Linked DNA regions of Mus musculus: all the other regions are linked to region 1. A link is a contact called in public Hi-C and HiChIP or PLAC-seq data. All regions are on one chromosome and are shown on one strand. The core of a region is the stretch at or near the end of the contact, and the rest is flanking DNA. Distances in the headings are between cores, read along the strand shown. Region 1 overlaps Adamts2 (a disintegrin-like and metallopeptidase (reprolysin type) with thrombospondin type 1 motif, 2). Region 2 overlaps Adamts2 (a disintegrin-like and metallopeptidase (reprolysin type) with thrombospondin type 1 motif, 2). Region 3 overlaps Adamts2 (a disintegrin-like and metallopeptidase (reprolysin type) with thrombospondin type 1 motif, 2).

The links. A called contact is a pair of places that touch in the nucleus more often than the background predicts. HiChIP or PLAC-seq counts read pairs in DNA pulled down with a chosen protein or histone mark.
Region 2: an H3K27ac HiChIP or PLAC-seq map of heart atrium shows a contact between it and region 1, with 4 times the contacts expected there. The contact joins two enhancer-like sites. A contact is called at or near these places in 8 of 39 promoter capture datasets (the 3T3-L1 cell line, 3T3-L1-derived adipocytes, cranial neural crest and 3 more), 5 of 484 Hi-C or Micro-C datasets (embryonic stem cells and uterus) and 2 of 115 datasets of contacts at active chromatin or transcription factors (fibro-adipogenic progenitors and heart atrium).
Region 3: a Hi-C map of uterus shows a contact between it and region 1, with 6 times the contacts expected there. The contact joins two enhancer-like sites. A contact is called at or near these places in 7 of 484 Hi-C or Micro-C datasets (the AML12 cell line, the C3H10T1/2 cell line, embryonic fibroblasts and 3 more).

The regions. Positions count from the first base shown.
Region 1 is chr11:50,620,381-50,623,724 of GRCm38.p6, forward strand. All of the region lies in intron 2 of Adamts2 (a disintegrin-like and metallopeptidase (reprolysin type) with thrombospondin type 1 motif, 2), which reads left to right. Among named protein-coding and RNA genes, the nearest start is that of Adamts2, 20 kb to the left of the region's middle. Within about 2 kb of position 2,026, at least 79 of the 459 cell types and tissues checked have an H3K27ac peak or open chromatin away from gene starts, as enhancers often do. A contact at or near this core is called in heart atrium and uterus, where this site is marked.
Region 2 is chr11:50,715,937-50,718,902 of GRCm38.p6, forward strand. All of the region lies in intron 3 of Adamts2 (a disintegrin-like and metallopeptidase (reprolysin type) with thrombospondin type 1 motif, 2), which reads left to right. Among named protein-coding and RNA genes, the nearest start is that of Gm39819, 20 kb to the left of the region's middle. Within about 2 kb of position 1,630, at least 30 of the 459 cell types and tissues checked have an H3K27ac peak or open chromatin away from gene starts, as enhancers often do. A contact at or near this core is called in heart atrium and uterus, where this site is marked.
Region 3 is chr11:50,742,096-50,745,303 of GRCm38.p6, forward strand. The region is part of intron 4 of Adamts2 (a disintegrin-like and metallopeptidase (reprolysin type) with thrombospondin type 1 motif, 2); the gene reads left to right. Among named protein-coding and RNA genes, the nearest start is that of Gm39819, 46 kb to the left of the region's middle. Within about 2 kb of position 1,511, at least 11 of the 459 cell types and tissues checked have an H3K27ac peak or open chromatin away from gene starts, as enhancers often do. A contact at or near this core is called in uterus, where this site is marked.

The DNA.
Region 1 (3,344 bases), core at 776-3,275:
TTATCGTTGCTTAAAGATGTGTTCAAATGCCTGAAAGGGCAAATGTCACCATCAGGGCTTAGATGCTGTTTTGGTTGGTTTTGCCTGGTCTCCAAATGGATTTTCAGTTTATTTTCTCATGACCTTACACAATAAACTGAGTAGACCTTGATTTGGGGTGCTAGGGTTGTACCCAGCATGCAATGGGGCCTTAGCGAATTTCTGCTAACAAGCAGGTGATGTCTTCATGATGTTTAGTTCTCTAAGGGAAATAAGAAAATTGACTCAAATATATCTCTCACTGCCTCCCAGTGGGTTTATGGGAAAGACTTCTAGAGTTTTATTAGTGCTGCATAAGGATCCTTCCCATTGTGTCTTATAGCAGCGTATTATAGATATTTAAGAACACTTTGAATTCAAAATTCACATGGGATCCTTTAAACATGTGGGACCTGCTTGTTCCAGGTTAGTGACAGTCTCCACTTGGACATCTTCATTCCAAATGAGCAGAACTCAAAGTGACCTCTTAGTACAAAGGTTGGGTGCACTGTGGAACTGCAGCTAAATGCTCAGTTGGTGACAACTCCAAGACCCCCATAATTGCTGTCCTTACGATGAGCCCCCCCGAAATGCACTTTTCTTTCCATTGCCTGCATCCAGAGAGTTTTCCCTTCCCCTGTCTTTCAGCCAAACAGTCCTCTCTTATTGTAAAAACACAAACATGAAACAGAGAATCATAAAAAGAAAAAAAAATCCCTTTAAAATAAATCCCTTCCTTGGCCGATTCCCATGTTTGCATTCCTAGATCTGCAAGTAACTGCATTTATTTCACTTCTGGATATTTTCAGGAAGTTCTCTGTGTTGTTTTCCTTTAGGAGTTGGGGGTGTTTTTTTTATTTTTTTTGAGGGGGCTAAGTATGCCGTCACTTGCAAATCACAATATTTTGGTCCCTTCCTTTTTAATGTTGATTCATTTCTTGTCTTATTACATCGGAGTGTAAAAGGATTGACAGCCATTTTGCACAAAACCCTTTGCCACGGCCTCAGAGTATCCAGCCGGACATGTAAGGGAGTTGCCATCTGGGCCCTGCATCCTGTTGCCACTTTCCTGTGGGTTTGGTGAGGCTCTCTTGGGAAGAGCCTGACAGAGGCAGTGGTGTGTCCTGACACCTTGGGAGGAGTGTAGACCTAGGAAGCCCTGGTGGAGTCCCTGCCTTGCCTCACACCAATGGAATAATTTTCTGAACTCTAGCGCTCCCATCATTCCTGGCAGAGCTTGTTTGGAACGGATTGGTGCTCTGTGCTGTGTCTACCCGCCAGTGAGTTTTGTTTGGCCATCTCAGCATTTGATGAGTGGCTTGTGAAGTCTTGGATTTCTAATGTCTTGAGAATCTGGGAGAATCTGGGCTTGTGTCCGCGGGATGGAAGTGAGCAGAGATGGAGTTCTCCAGAAGGGCCCAGGGGCTCCTGGCACTGCAGTCTCCATTCTTCCTTATAATCGCACCGACCACTTCTACACTCATTCCCTGAGTCCCCGGCTAAGCACCCGAGGGGTTTCTCTTTCATTGAGATAGGGGCCGTGTACCTTTTAGAGCTATGGTTTCCCACTCTCCCCTTCCTCCTTCCTGCCCAAGATATCAGTTTATGGACTGTCAGCTCCCGCTCGCCACTGTGCACTGAAGTCAGCCTTGGGTCTGCAGCAATACATAGGCTTGAATCTGCCTCCTTCCCTCACTGGTGGACGTGGCTGTTTGTCATCCATGAAAGGTAAAAGTTGAACGCAAAGTGCTGTGGTGAGTTGCAAATGAAGATTCAGTGAGGTAAGGACCACAGCTACCACTCAGTACCAACAGCCTTTGTCACTGCAAGGTAATATTTTCCTTGCGGCGCTAGGAGAGGGAACAAAGTGTGAAAGTGGCTGGAAGCACACAGACTGCAGTGAGGATATTAATCTCTTTGGAGGGCTTTATGGGCGGGGCTTGGGCTGAGTGTGGATTGAGGAGGCAGGGCTGGGGGAGGGACCAGACCATAATCAGCCTGGGACTCACTGCCAGATGAGGCCATGACTCTTCCGAAATGGAATTCCTGGGTCAGAGTAAGGAGAGCAGATGTTTACTAGAAGACGCCAAGGACGGCTGACATCACCCAGGGCCCCCAGGACACGGGAAGAGGCCGGGGTCCTCCATCCCTCCGCGCCAAGGAGCATTCCTGGGGCAGGCGCCAGGGCTGGGGGGTGGACATGCACACAGATGCAGGCGCCACACACCAGTCCTCGCCACCTGAACACAATTAGTCAAGATGTGGAAACGATTTCAATCTTGAAAGGAGAGAGGAGTGGCTGGCCGGACAGACTCCTCAGTGTGGATTGGTCCTTTGCAGAATTGCAGGAGTGGCCTTTGTGGCGGGTGAGCTGTTGGGAGTCCCTGGCCAGGGATGGAGACGACCATTGTCATGTCTCTCTCCCTTCCATGGACACAAGCCATCCTTTAATATCTACTTTAGGGGTGGAACTGGAAGAGGAGTTGCTTCCATTCTTTCCTTTACACCTCTGCAGCCTGTTCCTCACCAAAAGCTGTCCCCAGGCTCAGATTCGTGTGACAACAAGCCACAGAAAACCTAGTGTAAATCAGCTCGGGCCAAAAGCCTCCATCTTGTATTACTTTGCCTTCTCCCCTGTGTGGCCTGCCTCGACAGCTCACCTGTGCCACTTGGCACCACCAGAGCACACAGAGGCTGGCCTTTTCCATCAGATTGTACTGTAGACTCTAAAGCTGGTTCCATGGGTTCAGTTTGGGTCATCGGTAGAGGTTTGAGCATCAACACTGTGGCTGAGGCAGGGAGCAGAGCTTTGGTTGGTCAAATAGGCCACATGACTGTTTCGGGTGGGGTTTGCTGTCTGAACCTCAGGGAGCTGAGGCAAGGAGGCTCTGAGGAGGGTGTCTCGTGTGTGTGTGTGTGTGTGTGTGTGTGTGTGTGTGTGTGTGCGCGCGCGCGCGTGCATGTGTGTGTACAGATCCTCCTTGCGGGTATCCAGGACTTTCCCTCCCTTCCCTTCAGTGCTCTTCCTCTCTTTCTCCCATCCCCGCCCACAGGCAGAGAACATAGTTCTGTATGGTGCATAGTTTGTGGGCTGAGGCTACATAACTGGGCCCCTACTCCATGGACTTACAGCCTTGTGCATCTTCTGTCTTTTTAATGTGTATGTGTGTGTGTGTGTGGGGGGGCATGCGTGTGCCATTTTTTTCAAGCTCTGCCCACGTGTGGGTAGAGAAAGAGCTGACTCTTTCTACTCTTTCTCTTGCCCATTTCTAGTAGACACTGAGACCTCAGGACCCAACCATCTCTGCCATTAAAATGCTGAGATT
Region 2 (2,966 bases), core at 380-2,879, 95 kb after region 1:
TTTTATTCTTTTGGGGCCTACATTACAGATTCCTTTTTCCTCAGCCAGGCTGACCTGGGGAAGGTTAGAAAGAGAGCACCTTAGCCCTCATCTTGCCTCTATCTGAGCCACTCCCCAATAGGGTACCAGTCTCTATCCTGGGGTCTGATAAAACATTCTTGAGACAAATTCGAGTCATCATGGCCCAGGAACATGGAGCTAGGTCACCCCACTTTCCATGGTCCAACATGGGAGCAGTTTTTGTAGCAACAGAACAATAAAAGTTATAAATCAAGGCATTTTAAAATACACTGGTGGTGGACAGTACTGGGGGGGGGTGAGGAATCTCTACTATAGCATCTTTAGCGCTTCTGTTAGCAAATGGTGTTTTGTGAAGTTAATGTGTTCCAAGGGTTTTTATCTGTCTATCAGGATGTTAGGTTTGACACAAAGGTGGGCAAGGAATGTCTTTTTAAAGGGCTAAAGATAGCCAGCGAGAAATTACAACTGCACTACCAGATCAGCAATGGTCCAAACTCTTCACAGACATTGGCATTTTATTAGTCAATGTATGAAGACAGCTTCCTTTCAGGGATTCTTAATTTTGTGGCTGACTCACTCTGCGGTCCTACAATATCTGAGAGAATACGGTCTGATCCACACTGGCCTACTGGTGTCCCTGTCCCATTTAAATTTCAGGCCAGTGTTTAAAATTAGAGACAGAGGGCCAGGGCGCTGGCTTGGTGGGTAAGGTGTCTGCCTCTGAGGATATGAGTTCATATCTCTAGATCCGCATAAAGTCTAGGTGCAGTGACTCCTGCCTGTAACCCCATCCTGGGATTGGGGGTGAGTGACTGAGACAGGAGAATCCTGGGGGCTTCTTGGAAACCAACCTGGCTAAATAGGGAGCTCTGTGTTCAGTGAGAGACCCTGCCTCAGAAACTAGGGTGAGGAGGAGCAATAAAGGAAGACACCTGCCATGGGCAAGCACACCTGTATACACACAGGGGCATACATAAACATACAGAAACACATGTGCAAGCATGCAGGTGCACACACCTCGGCAAAATACATTTTTAAAAATTCATAGGTATTTGGTGGGTATGGTGACTCAAACCTGTAATCCCAGTTGAGAGCTAGAGACAAGTTCCAATTTTGATTACACAGGAATTCAAGGCCAGCCAGCACTACATGAAACTTGGACCGGGAGGGGGGAGGAGGGAGAGAAAGAGAGAGAGAGAGAGAGAGAGACTAGCACAAAACCAGGCTCTCAACCTCCTTGCACATTAAGAAGGCCCAGCATCAGGGATGGCTTCCTGTCAGTCACTGCTATCCCGGTTGGCTGGAGGCAGCCTGCCCCAGAGCACATACACACTCATATCCCCTTGCCCAGAGGCCACGCTCCCACTTGGCTTTTCCTATGGGAGCAAAATATTTTCCAGGAACAAAAAAACAAAAGATAAGCCAAGAGGAGTGCCTGTCTTAAGGCAGAGAAGAGAGTGTATTTCTTCCTGGAAATGCAGAGGGTAGGCTTAGGATGTAAACAGTGCGTCTGGCTCAGTGAGAGACTTTTAGAAGTATACTCACTCTCTTGCTTCTGCAGACAGAGTCCCAGCAGCTGGCTCCGCAGGGACTCCAGTGGTCTGGGAGGCCTGAGTGAGAGCTGCATTTGACTTGGGGCCTGGAGCCAAAGACGGGTGGCCCCTGTGTGACTATCAGTGTGTCAGGAGCCATGGCAACCACTCTCAGTGACAACAGACACCCACTGTACGGCCACAGTGAGCCACAGAGCCCACCCTATCTTGCTAAGCCTCATGGCCACCTCTTCTGCAAAGGCTGATCAGGGAAGAGACACACATTTCTTTCCGATGTGCGCAACTGGCTGCTCTTTCAAGAGAGAGGAACGCCCACAGATGCTTCCATTCCCACAGCCTCGTTCCGCCCTCTCCAGCCTCTGCTCAGGCGCAGCGTTTGGATAACCGTAGTTTTCCATCGAACCAACAGATCTTGGCGGCTCAGTTTCTTCATTTCTCACCAAATTCCATGTAGTTGCCTGGAAACCTGGAGAAGGGTCAGAGGTTGCTTAAGTTCTCCAGGAACTCACCTTAGGGAGCATGAGTGGGAGCGTGCGCGCGCACATGTGTGTGTGTGTGTGTATGCACGCGCAAGTGTGTATGTACATGTGTGGGCTAGAATGAGTGTGTTATTGTGTATGTCCATGTGTGATAGTATGTATAGTCAATGAATGTTTGGATGTGTATATGTGTGAGGACGGCCGTGTCATGTTTGTGGCTGTGGAGGTATGGCTGATTCTCTGTGAGTGGGTGTATGAAACTGCAATCAGCGTAGCAATTGCATGTGGGCGTGAGTGTGGGGTGATGTGTAGTGGTCACATGACTGTGACCGGAAGACTGTGATACTGCACAGGGTCTGTAGCAGAAGTCACAGCAATACGTGGAAAGTGAGCAAAGAGAGATAAGACAGAAGTGGAGGTTTGGGGATGCTATGGTGGCTTGTCTTAGAACCAGAAGCAGGTAGATAGGAACTGCCCTAAACATAAGGTCCATCCTGGAAGGAACAGGGTTCCTGCACAGCAAGTGGCGGCTAAGTCTTGGGCTCTGGGGTGGATGCTCCCTGCTCCAGGGTGGATTTAGGGGACAGCATGTGTGGAGGACAGGGACTGCTGCTGAGTCCTGTAAGGTCTCTTGTGTTTTAGTGAAGGTCAGAGCAGGCACCCTGCCTTGTGCCCCCTCCCCCACTCCCATCCCATGCCCAGACCTCTTTACTCACCGGCATCATCTCCCACTGACCTGGCCTGCTGCTCCCTGGCACGGCCACATCTGCTTTTAAGCAGAAAAAGGAAATGAATGATCGTGATTTGGGGAGACCTTGCCTAACTGCGCCTGTCCTCTGCAGCCTTGGGCTGGAGAAGTGGGCTTGGTAATCTTCAGCTAGAGAGGTGACTGCTCTCTCCACCCCTTGCCCCT
Region 3 (3,208 bases), core at 261-2,760, 120 kb after region 1:
GCTCAGTTGCTAGAATGCATATCCAGATGTGGCACTGGGTGGACTGCAACTGCCCTCTGGGTCTCTTGACTATTGGTATGTGATAGCAGGTGGAGGTGGCTCCATGGTTGAAGGACAGCCTGGTCAGCAAGCTGCCCACTGAATTGGGTGCTGTAGGAGAGACTTTTCTAGACACAACACACACACACACACATACACACACACACACACACACACACACACACACACACGTCTATTCAGCCCCCAAAGAGAACAAGGGACAGACCAAAATAACAACCACACCAAAGTCCAACTCAGTGAACCAAAGAGGTTTTATTGGTTGGTATATGGGTGAGGGGTCACTTACAGGAGCAGAGAGGACCAAAAAGGACTCCACCTCTTAATGGGCTCTATAACTTCCTCAGACAATGAGTACAAACAGCTAGGCACCCCATGTTCAAGCACATGAGCCCAGGGGAGACATCACACTCAGATCACAGTAGAAAGTGAGAGTTTGCCCATCTGCCCCACCCCTGCTTCATCTCAGACCCACTGGAGGCTGAGGGTGTCTGCTGATCCCTCTATGAGACCCGCTTACCCCGAGACACCACCTACCAACTCGTTCCCTGCCAGCCAGACCCATTTCCCCCAGTTCCCTCCCTAAATTTGGAAAAGTATTTTTTTTCAGTTCATTAAAACATTCTATATTTAACACAGATAATATATTATTTATGCCATAAGATTAGAATGAACTCATATAGATCTCTCCATATTTTCTCCCAGAAGCTCCTCGCCACGACTTCATTTTAATGAGTGTGGAATGTTGTCGCAGGGAGGAGCGTGTGCTTTTTATGTAACTGGTTATTTACACGACGCCTCCGGGGAAATAAAACTCACTCCCCTTCCGGAGGTCAGATGTGCCACCTGCTATTGTACATCCTTATAGCTGAATCTGTCCCTCATCCTTAACTATTCCCTTAGACTGGGCTCCTAAGAGTTAAGTCTTCCAACAGGTAGCACGCATGTTCAAGTCTTCTATACCAAAATAGTCTGTGTGGCTTTATCATCAGTGTCTGCTCTACTGAGGAAAGCCCCCTGCCTCATTTCTTATTTGTGGTAATTTATAGCTTCAACATCGGCATCTTAATATTTCCTGTTGCAAGCTATAGCTATTCTGTTTATTTTTAGTTCATTTATTTACATTCCGTGTGTGTGTGTGTGCATGTGTGTGTGTGTGCGTGTGCGTGTGTGTGTGTGTGTGTGTGAGAGAGAGAGAGAGAGAGAGAGAGAGAGAGAGAGAGAGAGAGAGTCAGTCAGAGACAGAGACATTGACAGAGCACATGGGTGGAGGTCAGAGAACAACTTTCAAGAATCAGTTCTTTCCTCCCACCAAGTGTGTCCTACGGACTGAACTCAAGTCATCAGGCTTCATAGCAAGCACCTTGACCACACTGACCATTGCAAGGTGAAGGGCTCAGAGGAGGTTGCCCTGAAGTGCCTCTCGACACAGAGTAGGCTTAAGGTCATTTCAGACATTGAGACCTTGGCTAGAAGACCAGCCCTAACTCCAAGCCAAGAGTCATTGGGGAATATTTTTTACGAAACAAGTCAGCAACTCAAATGTGAGAATTTTAAATCAAGAATTCTAACACAAAACACTGCAAAAATAAATCAATTTAATGTGGGCTTGGAAGTGGCAGTAGGAAAGCAAGAGAAGTCTTTGTTCTGGGTAATTAAATCATTTGATTCTGTTAAGAGCACTTAGCTTAGTACGTGAAGTTAAAACACCGCAGTTCCTAATGTACGGTGGTCTCAGGTCTGAGGGAAGAGTTTCAGGCTGGGTCTGTTGGTGTGGAGTGTGGAGACAGCATGAACAGCACAAGTCATGTGTTCACAGCAAGGCTGCAGTGAATTTGTGCTGTACAATATACGTGAATACAGCCAGAAGCACGTCAGGTTCCTTATAGTTCTGTGTATGCCCAGGGATACTTTATTGATACCACGTTGTTTTCAATCCCCACATTGAGCTCTTCGAAGCCCACTGGGCTCAAAGCCCACAGTTTAGGAAGCTGTGGAATTTAGCACATGTGATTGACTGCTCAAGCTGTGCTTGTATGTGAATCAATAATGCAGTTGGTTTGTTTCCTCTGACGTCATCACAGACACACAGATATCACACAGGGGTTCGGTGACCTCCACAGAATGACCATGGTTTCATCAGTGGAGAGGAATGTCTCAGTTCCATTGTCATCATAGGGGACCAGATGGCCCCCCAGAGCTAGTGCTTAAGTAATACTTGCTATCTGACTTAAAGAAAACAACCTGAGTGATGACCATGGTCCTTTCTGTATCCCTCTGCAGTGAGGTACTTGGGTGTGGTGGTGGGGAGAACACTCAGCATAGAATGTGCATCTGCATTGAAGCCAGAAGCAACACTGATCTGCTGAAGCATCCTTTGCTTGGACTCAGCTTCTCCATCCTTAAACCTGAGGCTTTACCTGCTACCATATTAGCTAAACGCCCACGGGAGGAAGACAAACTCTCCCTTGCCTCCCCCTTGAAGCTGGAGTAGCCCTTATCTGAAGGACACCTTGTTGACCGCACACTCAAGCCGAGTTGTATCTTTTTCCTCCTCACACCCCAAGCTACCCAACATGCCACCTCTACTTCCGGCTAGCCTAACTGCCTCATAGGTTCTCTGAGGTCGCTTGGAGGATTCATTTTAAAGGAGTGAATGAACTGGCTTTAAACTCCATTTGAAAACAATTGAATGGATTTCTGGGCAAAAGCAGTCAGTCTGTCTGAGCTGTGTGAGGCACTCTTCCACTGAGGGCAGACTCATCCCTTAGGCTTGTAGAGCACATGGGATTCAGGGGTCCCCTGCGCTTTCGGAGCTGAGCCTCTACCTTTTGATTTCTCCTAGCAGGATGGCGGTCCTCAGCACAGTGTGTTCTGAAACAACTCGTGTTCAATGAACAATCTATTTGTGCCAAGACTTGGATATGTTTCCTCTTTTCTTTTCTAATTTAATCCAGAAGTTGGCCTTGACTTGCCGAAGCCTTGCCAGGGTTTGTAAACAATCAGCTGCTCACCAACTTTCAAGAATGCTGGGGCCTGCACAGCGGCAGTGCAGGAATGTTTTGTGCTAGGCTCAGGGGGGAGGAAATCTTGTGAACTGCAAGGCAGCTTTCATAAAGCATCGCCCACCCCACCCCCTGCCCTCGTTCAT